Linked DNA regions of Zea mays: regions 2 and 3 are each linked to region 1. Evidence: chromatin contacts called from public Hi-C data. All regions are on one chromosome and are shown on one strand. The core of a region is the stretch at or near the end of the contact, and the rest is flanking DNA. Distances in the headings are between cores, read along the strand shown.

What was found. A called contact is a pair of places that touch in the nucleus more often than the background predicts.
Region 2: a contact with region 1 is called in a Hi-C map of bundle sheath, with 4 times the contacts expected there. The contact joins the promoter of LOC100280896 here to the promoter of LOC103627260 in region 1. A contact is called at or near these places in 2 of 25 Hi-C or Micro-C datasets (bundle sheath and endosperm).
Region 3: a contact with region 1 is called in a Hi-C map of leaf, with 9 times the contacts expected there. The contact joins the promoter of LOC103627257 here to the promoter of LOC103627260 in region 1. A contact is called at or near these places in 5 of 25 Hi-C or Micro-C datasets (ear, endosperm, leaf and 2 more).

What each region holds. Positions count from the first base shown.
Region 1 is chr5:174,178,497-174,181,856 of Zm-B73-REFERENCE-NAM-5.0, forward strand. It overlaps LOC103627260 (Transducin/WD40 repeat-like superfamily protein), which reads left to right and starts at 1,881. Exons shown (of 9, transcript XM_008647547.4): 1 at 1,881-2,209.
Region 2 is chr5:173,886,073-173,889,127 of Zm-B73-REFERENCE-NAM-5.0, forward strand. LOC100280896 (U-box domain containing protein) reads right to left here and starts at 1,663. Exons shown (of 1, transcript NM_001153816.2): 1 at 20-1,663. The coding sequence starts at 1,527. The coding sequence ends at 238.
Region 3 is chr5:173,754,029-173,757,074 of Zm-B73-REFERENCE-NAM-5.0, forward strand. It overlaps LOC103627257 (RING-H2 finger protein ATL72), which reads right to left and starts at 1,688. Exons shown (of 1, transcript XM_008647543.4): 1 at 1-1,688.

The DNA of each region.
Region 1 (3,360 bases), core at 631-3,130:
TTTTCCATGGATCAGACTTGTGAGTCATTTTCATAAACCAACGCCAAGCATGAATCCATGTTTCTTACTTGAAACCCCAAACAAACACCATGAGCAGGAGGCACTTGCGTTGGTGTCACTCATCGATGACGAGAAGAAGCTTGGCGACTGTCAGTCGACCTCTAGAAGCAGTCCTACGTGGTCGCATGCGCCGCTATGTACGACAAGCTCCCGCGAAGCCGTCGCTTGGACACGGTCCAGAGCAGCTGCAACGCGCTGTCTATCGTTAAGCAGGGGGGCCTCATGGTTGTCGCCAACGTCAACGACTCTTGGGTTGTTGTGGACACCGCATCCGACAACGACGCCATCACGCCGTCCAGCTCATCGTCCACCTGAAGCCCAACCTGCCACGTAAGTCGCTACTGACCGGACATGAATTTTTGTGCGCTGGGACGATGGACGTTGCTGACGTTGTGTGAGTGTCATCAAACATGATGTATGTAGTGGAGTAGCGCATCCGGTGGTGCAACGGCCAGGGGTACTACCTCGCTGATGAGCCCGGGGTGCACTTCGTTTGGCAGCCCAACCAAGAGTCATCGGTACTCGTCATGTCGCGCGCGTTCGACGACTACTATATCGAGGATTGTGGCGTCATCTTGGCGCCAGAGGTGACGCAGAGGAGGATCGACAACAGTGACCAGTTCGTCATCCTCGCCACCGTCAGGGTAGCTTTTGTGCCGACCTGCCTTTAATTCTCTTCGCAAACACACTTACCTTTATGTTTAAGCAATAGCGTATGGTGGTGCGTGTCTGATACTAACGATGTACGAGGAAATTTCTTCCGGCATGTGTGGAACGTGCTCTCTAATGATGAGACCATACAAATCGTGGTATATATCGAAGTCTGTATGATACTTATGGTTGCCATGTAATAGTGAAACAACTAGATTAAAATAACAAAATTTATGTATGGCTAGGATCACAAATTGATTATTAAACATTTTCTCATAACAATATAACACACATTTTGTATATAAGTTATCGTAGTATACTGGTATTATATATTCCCGTTGCAACGCACGGGCACTTAGCTAGTTATATATATAATCTTAAAGATCTTCTGTATTTTTAAGCTCTTAAAATGAAATAGTGCCTGGGCTGTCACGAGCACTATTAGGTGTTAGTGTTGTATAATGCCCGCACGACACAATTAGACACTATAGTGTAGTGCCTAGGCTGCTGGTTAGGTATTAGTGCCGGCACAGCATGATACGACACAATTACTAATAGTGCCTAATAGTACCGTGCTGGACGATCTATTTGGCCATCTATAGCGCTGGCCGCTGGTGATGCTATGCCGGCCAGGCTGCTAGTCGAGGTGCGGTGACGTCGACATTCTCTACCCGTTCAGTATCATGCCGCCATCTACCACTCTCATATTAGCGTCTGACCGTTCGTATAGGCTATATGCTAGTACATATAAAGGACACGGATTAATAACACAAATGAATTATTTACCGTATGCCGATCCCATTAGAACTGGACAGGGTCCAAGAAAAAACATTTTTTTCATTACCGCACTTCGTTAGATATTCATGATTCATCAAGTCGATAATTCACGTGCAAGTGAGACGATCCTGGCCGTCGAAATTACTTTAGGAGCGGACGGCCACCCCAGAGCCACCACCGTGACTTGAAACTGTAACTGACGCGGTGTGAGTGTGTGACGGCGTAAGAAACAGCTGCTCGCCAACGTCACGCGGTGTGTACCGTTCCACATGGAAAGAGAGAGGCCTTGTATGTATTCGGTGAGGAAAACGCAAGAGAAACCCACCATGGAACGTTCACGGGCCGGCACGGAAGGCTCGAACAGAAAAGAAGGCTAGCAGCAGCAAGTCCACGTGGACGAAATATGACCGGGCCCACCTGTCAGTTAACCCCATCGAGGAGAGAACCCGACCAGTACGAGGAAAGAGGGAGAAAGACCCCCGATCCGGCCGGCGGCGCACGAGATATAAAAACAGACGGCCAGGGTCGGCTCCTTCGGTGGGAAGGGCAGACGAAGCCATTCAATCCGGGACCGGGGAGCGTCGCGCTCGCACACCAGTGACCAGTGACAGAGGGTCGGTTTTCTGGAGGCACTTGCTGGTCCCGGCGATCGACGACGGAGCAGAATTCTTCTCCGATCGGCTGCCCGGGCGGGAGGGTCCCTCTGTTCGGCGATCTGCGGGTAAGTGCTGCGCGCTTTTGATTTCGTCGTGGTTATGCTCTGATCCCGTGCGGCGTGGTGGGGATGGGATGCCATGGGATCGGCCCCGGGCTCTCTCTCTCCCGTTCCTCTTTCCCTACGGGGCGCGTGCTCGAATTCTGTCCCGATCTCAATGGAACAGTGCGGTGCAGTGCAGTGCAGTACGCCATGGAATTCTCGCAACGGGTTGGGGGAGTTTTGCGAGCCTATAGTGCACATCTCTTTGTCCTGTCATGGTTTACTTGAACCTGACAGGCGTCTGTTTCGCTGCTCCGCACCTGGAAATTTCTGCCTGTTTCACCGTGTGTTATTTGCGGCCGGAGTTCCCATCTTTCACGTGGCCGTGGACCATGCGAGCTCAGACTGGTGAGCTTCAGCGGGGAGCTGCCTTTGAAGCGCTTCTGCCGAGCGGCGACAGGCCAACGTTGGGAGTGGCGACGGCGGCTCAGAGTGAACTTCGCTCTCTTCCCTCCTTTTTTTTTCCTCGGCTCGTTTTCCTCTCTCTCTCTTTGTCCTCCAGTTGTAAGAACAGAAAAGACGCGGGTGGAGATCCGTGTCTGCCGCGCCGGCGGCGCAGGTTTTTAATGCACGCCCGCGGCCGACCTGCCCCGCCGCGCCCGCGCCCGCGCCCGCGCGCGGCCGTAGTCGTATACAGTCAGTCAGCCGGCGGCGAGGGGCAGGGCACGGCAGAGTGCCAAACTGGTCACTGCTACGCCGCCACACGCCTGCTGCTGTCACCTCGCTGTCGGCCTCTGTCTACTACAGCTATTGGAAAAGGAGGGCAGCTGTCTTTTCTACCGTGCTCCTGGTGCAAGCGCACAGGCAGACCGGCAGGGCAGCAGGGTTGCTACAGCATCTGCTTCGACCTCGCTGTCGGGCTCTGTCTACTACGCCTGCCTTGTCTTGGGATCCCAGTTTGGCGCTGCTCCGCGCCTCCGCTGCTGGTGTCGAGCTCATTCGGATTTGGTGGTCTCATATGCTGATAGCCTGATAGAACAACTTGTAGAGGAGAACAAAATGTTTTGAGCAACACCAATGCAGACCAACACGAAGCTGCAAGTTTTACGAAAAATCTTCTGCTGTATTAGGCTTTGCACAACTCAAACATACAATGCTCCAACGCATGTAGTAGG
Region 2 (3,055 bases), core at 413-2,912, 290 kb before region 1:
TTTGAAACGAAGCGAGTGATTTGGCCAACAGAGAAGCTGAATTTGTTTCATCCATTGATTTCTTTCTACCAAAATCCTCTACTCATATACAAGTTTTGTGTTGCTACAAGAGAACTCATTCTTTCTTTTTTTTTTCCCTACTGTATGCACTTCCAACGAATCAAAAAAAATTCGAAACTGGAAAAGGGTAACAGACAAATGCTGGTTCCACTGTTGTATCACCGATAGCAGTGAGGATCAGAAGGGCATGATGTGGCTGGTCTTGGAGTCGTACCCTGCGACGCAGCTCTTGCCGTTGACCCTGAAGATCTTGAGCAGCTCCGACGTCATCTGCCGCACCGCCGGCGAGCAGCCGCTCTGCATGAGCAGCAGCAGCTTGGTGAGCCCGCTCTCGCACGCCGCCGCCGCCGCCACCGCGCGCCGGTCACGGTACCGGTGGCACACCGCCCACAGCACCGACACCGCCGCCTCCGCGCCGGCCATCCCGCCCTTCATCATCTTGGACACCACCACGGGCACCGCCGACCCCGCGGACTCGCAAACCGCGGCGCGGCCCTCGGCGCACCCGACCGCCGCCTCCAGCACGCGGAGCGCCTGGCTCGGGGAACCGGCGTCGGCCTCCAGGATGCGCACCGCGGCGGGCACGGCGCCCAGGCGGACCATCTCGGCGCGGGCCCGCCGCGTCGCCGCGATGGCCGCCAGGCACGACAGCCCCGCCGCCACGGCCTGCCTGTCGAGGCCGCCCTTGTCGTCCGCGGGGCCCACGAGGCGGATGAGCTCGCCGAGCAGCTCCTCGGAGTCCGCCACCGTCGCCCGCGCGCCCGGCGCCGCATTGCGGAGCAGCGACTCCACCAGCCTCGCCGCGTCCACACGCGCCTCGAGCGAGGTGGCGCTCCGCAGCACGCGCGCCAGGGCCGCAGCCGTGGACGGCGCGTCGGCGGCCAGCGCCGCGGCCACGCGCCTCTTGCTCTCCTCCTCGATGCAGTCGGACGCCGCGATGGCCGCGAGCACCCGCACGGCGGCCTCCGCGGGCTCCCTGCCCGCTCGCCGCAGCACGGACGCCACGGTCTCGGCGGCCCCGCCGGCCCGAGCCAGCGCGTTCTTGTCGAACTCGTCCACGTCGTCGTCGGAGAGGAAAGCCGCGAGCTTCCGGAGCGGGGGGCAGGGGTCCGCGGCGGGGTCAGCGACCCGGCGGAGGAGCTCGGCCGCCGCGGCGGCCGGCGTGGGGCCGACGGCGGGCGATGAGGAGGAGGAGGGAGAGGAGGGCGCGGCCGTGGACGCCCAGAGCGCGATGAGGCGGCGCAGGGTGAGGTTGGGGACGAGGTCGGTGGAGGGGAGCGAGAGCATGGTGGCCGGGCACGTGGTGTTTCCGGAGTCGAGCCAGCGCTGGATGGAGGCGCGCTCGTAGGTGACGCCGGTGCAGAGGCTCACGGGCGAGCGCATCACGTCCAGCGAGATGGGGCACCGGAAGAGGCTGGGCACCTTCACCTCCAGGCCCTGGTACTCTGCCGACAGCCGGGTGTTCATCTGGCGCCTTCCGATGGATCGATGCAATCCAAGTGGATTCCCGGCTTACAGTCTGCAATGCAGTGGGCAATGGCGCGGCTGGGGTGTGGGGGGCGGCAGAGAGAAGTGGGAGGAGGCGATGGAACGGAGAAGAAAGTGAAAGCGTTGAGGAAAACAGGGAAGGGGGGCCACTGGTATTAGTAGGCACTAGGCAGTGGTGGTCTTTTGGTTTCACACCCTGTAGTACTGCTCTATTGCGGAAATGGCCCAGCTGGGTGTTGCTGCTACTTTTAGCATGGCTGTTTTCAGACACCAAACTCGGAAATTACTAAGAATTTAAGATGCAGATTACTAGTACGTACTCCTTCCGTTTCTTTTTAGTTGTCGCTGTATAGTTTAATTTTGCACTATCCAGCGACAACTAAAACGAAACGGAGGGAGTATTACTTTTAGAGCTGTAGGTGGGCTTCATGCTGAGACAGACAACAGGAGACCAAAGAAGCGAGTTATAAATTTACCGTCATCTTTTTTTAGGGAACTAAAATGCCACTCTCCACCAAAAATATTACTCTTGAAGGTTGTTAGAAGCTATATATATATATATATATATATATATATATATATATATATATATATATATATATATATAGTCTCCACCAAAAAGACCCTTTGATGCCATGAGTTGGAAGTTTCCCATTGGGATAGAGTTTTTTTTTTTGTTCTCAAATAAAAAAAGACTCAGGGAATGGCAAGCTTGTTAATTAACTTATGTATACTCTTAACAAGTACAGTCACCTAAACCTTGTGCACAAGGATCAACAAATGGTATGAAAGAATTAGGTTTGGTCACGGGTGAGCTAAACAAGTTACTTTGGTCGTTCGTTACAGTACTGTGGAGGAAAACCGGCGAAAGAAAACATGTTAGCATTCCGGACGAATTTCTGCTATGAGCACCACGCCATAGTTCGGTAAAACGTGCCAGAAACACAGGGAAAGTCGCACAGCAAGTCTGAACTGTCACGCCGTGCGAAACCGATGCAACCCTGGGATGCGCAAAAACTCGGACTCCGAGGGTGCGCGATGCAAGGAATGCGGGAAGCTGGCGTGGAAAGGTGTAGCGAGGGTCAAAGGAGGCGAACTGAGATGACGTATGGACCGGGCGCCGCCGCTCCATGCTGCCCCCTGCTTTTTGGTCGTCTCATCTCCAGTTGTTTTTGCGGCCAACTGGCGAGGTCGAGGTGCTCCTTTTTTTTTCCTTTCTAACCTCTGTATCTCCAGGAGATGAGAGCAACCAGTTTATTTATGTTTCTGTATCCCGGTCCGGTCAACAATTTATCTGATGCTGCACTGCATTATCTTGCGCTTCGGCGCTCTGGCGTGTAGTCAAAATAGGCAACCACTATTTTTTTTGTGTGGGGCGGAACACATTGGCGCCGCCGCGAAGCTCTGCAGCACGATCAAATAAAAATGAAGCCTCATTCGCTCGGTGAAGATTGACGACCGGGCTGTCCTGGAGTATATTCTCCAGCTGCCAAGTGCCAACCTGCCC
Region 3 (3,046 bases), core at 438-2,937, 420 kb before region 1:
GCGACTCGTAAGAGTAAGTTTCAGCCGTGCTGAACTGGAAGCAGTATATATAGGCTAAGGCGGGCAGCAAGATTGCAGCCAACGGTAAGGCTTGGCGTGAACTTGCATAGGTGTCTTTCCCCATCAGCAGTAGCACCCAGGGGAGCCAAGGCAATGGATAGGCCGGCCAGGAGGCACTAGGAAGCTAGCTAGCTGGGTCTGGGCGTGTGAGTGTGTTGTTAACAGTGGTGGCTTTCCGGGAATCAGAGGGGCACTAGCTGGTATAGCACCAGATCTTGTCTGCCTGATCATGGGTGTAAAGCAGGATAAGGGAGGCTTAGCAGCACACATGCAGCAGCAAGAGATGGATTAGAAAAGGGAGATCAGGCACTGAATTATTTGCTAGTGTTGCACTCTTTTTGCAGGCCATGTGGCATGTGGGGGAGGCTGTATCTTTGACCTCTGCCACTCCTTGCCATACCGTGTGGTTCATGGCAACTGAATTATTTGTGAACTTTGGGGGGTCAAACTCTGGTCCAGCCAGCCAACTCAACTCGTGGGCATGGTCTGCCCAAGGGAAAGCATATATGATAGTGAGTTTGACTTCCAAAAATCCGGTTTCTTTCCAGATTGCAATTATTGTACACTCGCAGGTACTAGTAGATTAATTAACATCTTGACTACTATTACTACTGACTAAAACAAATTAAAGCATACATATGATAAATGCAACTCTGTCTGTGACACTAGTGCCTTCTTGTATCACTTATAGGAAACATCCTTCAACTTGATAGACCTTCAACTTGACAAAAAGACGGGAGCTGTGTGTGTGTGTGAGAGAGAGAGAGAAACCATGGTCCAAGAAAGTTGAGTTTGACTAGTATGACAGCTGACAGTAACACTAACACACACCAACCAATCTTGTAGAGAATCGTATCCTCGATCTTGGAGCAATCATGAGGCAGTAACATACCAAGACAATGAAGCATGTGAGCACGATCGATGGTGAAGCTGACAAAGCAACTAATTACCACTCACAAACCACGTCGCATTTTTGCATATGCTGATTGGCTGCTTCTGATCCCTTCCACTTCGAACAGTGAGCAGAGCTCGCAACTCCGACCCACAAGCTTTGCCTGCTTTCGAGGATGCATGGCGCGCCCCAGGTCAGCTGCCTCCAACGATGATTGTCTCGTTAGTTGCATTTCCTGGAATGTCTAATCTTGCTAAACTGCAGGTTCAGAGTCTTATGTTTTCTTTCTGTCTTAGTTTTCTCACGAAAAGATCGTTTTCATATGTGACTGTCTCCACTATCCAGGAAGCAAAAGAATGTTCTGCCACAGGCACACTGGGAGTCTGGGACGATTCTGATTGTTGACAAGTATAAAAGTGAATTAGCCATAAGTGCACCCTTTTTTTTATTCCATCGACTTAAGCTACATGCAATTCAATAGGGTATCACAGGGCCAGAGTTCTCAAGCTTGAATCCTGATGAGCCAAATTAAATTAAATAATTACAGCCGACTTCTATTTCTATGTTTGAGGCCTGAGGGAGGGAACACATGTGGGAAGTATAGGCTAATTCGACACCTCTGTCTCTTTGCGTAAGCTTTGGCTCGATAGCTGAAAAGGCAGCCACGTGCAGAAATCAGAACGTGGATTAAGAAAGGGACGGAAAGCAAAAATAGGCGAATTGACAAGCAGAATGATAACGGACATCCATTCTGGGATAGTGGGACTTCGTTCGCAGAAGTTCATAAGGAACAATAGGATAAGCATAGGGCCTAGCTTTATCAGGTTTCCGCAAAAGCTTATAAGGAACAATGTTTTTCGAAGCGAAAACAAGAAACACAGACTTTTTCTTCTTCTTCTTCTTCTTCTTCTTCAAAAACGCTTAAGATAATGAGATAATTATGCTTAAAGCCTTGTTTAGATGCCCATGTATCTACTTCAACGTATGTGTGTTGTAGTGGTTGGATTAAGGCATATATATGGGTATCCAAGCAGGCTCTAAGCGAGCAAGACGATGGCCACGTTTTGACGAGCTGTTTACTTCCCTGCCTACCCAAATTTGAGTTGCAACAGATTTGTGCAACAACACTGTAGCTTTTTAATCCCAAAAAAAAGCCTGTAACACGTTCTAAAGAAAGGGCAAACCAGATAAGTATGCCCAGTAGCTTACCAGATGCATGTCCCAATGCGATCCATATAATCCTTCAAATATCTCGATAAAAAAAATTATGCACTGATCGTGGCAAATATATGTCTCATGTAGGAGTAGTATATATACACACTTATTATAAAAAAGGTTATCCTTCCAGTATTCTGGCATGGCCAACAGTGCGTAGCAAATGGAGAAGAATGGAAGCGCACCACTGAGTGGATAAGAAGATGGTCCACCACACACTCAAAACTTGATCCAAAATGTAGCGGGGGAGGAAACCAATATTGAATGAAATGAATAATGACTGCCATGAAAGTTTAAACAAAGCATAAAAAAAGGAACCAAAACATCGAAGGACCTTCACTTGCTTGATCTAGCGTTCCCGTACTGCGCAAAGACAGTTCTGTTTTCTACACTTGAACGCGCCGGTTTTTGTATGGATTAAAAAAAACCTGTGTGGGATAAACAAAGTAGGAGAAAAGTTATTCCACTCGTCGATACATCATACATATAGAAGAACCACCTGCTTTTGTTGAGCATTCAAGGTTGAGGCCAGATAGCGATGAATATGATCTTTGGTGCACCCTGAGCTTCTATTCCTATCCGATCGAAAGCAACTTCACCTTTTTTTTTTTCAACCAATGGCATATGAGGATCTCACCGTGGACATATTGTGCGGAGTCAACTATGACTTAGGGGTGCTTGAATACACTGTAGCTAATAGTTAGGATATATTTGAATACACTAGAGATAATAGTTAGTGGCTAAAATTAGCTAAAGACATCTAAACACCCTAACTAATATTTCATCTATTAGCTATTTTTAGTAAATTAGTTGTTAGTTAGCTAGCTAATTCTACTAGTAAATTTTTAACTCTAGTGCATTTAAATACCCTCTTAGTTA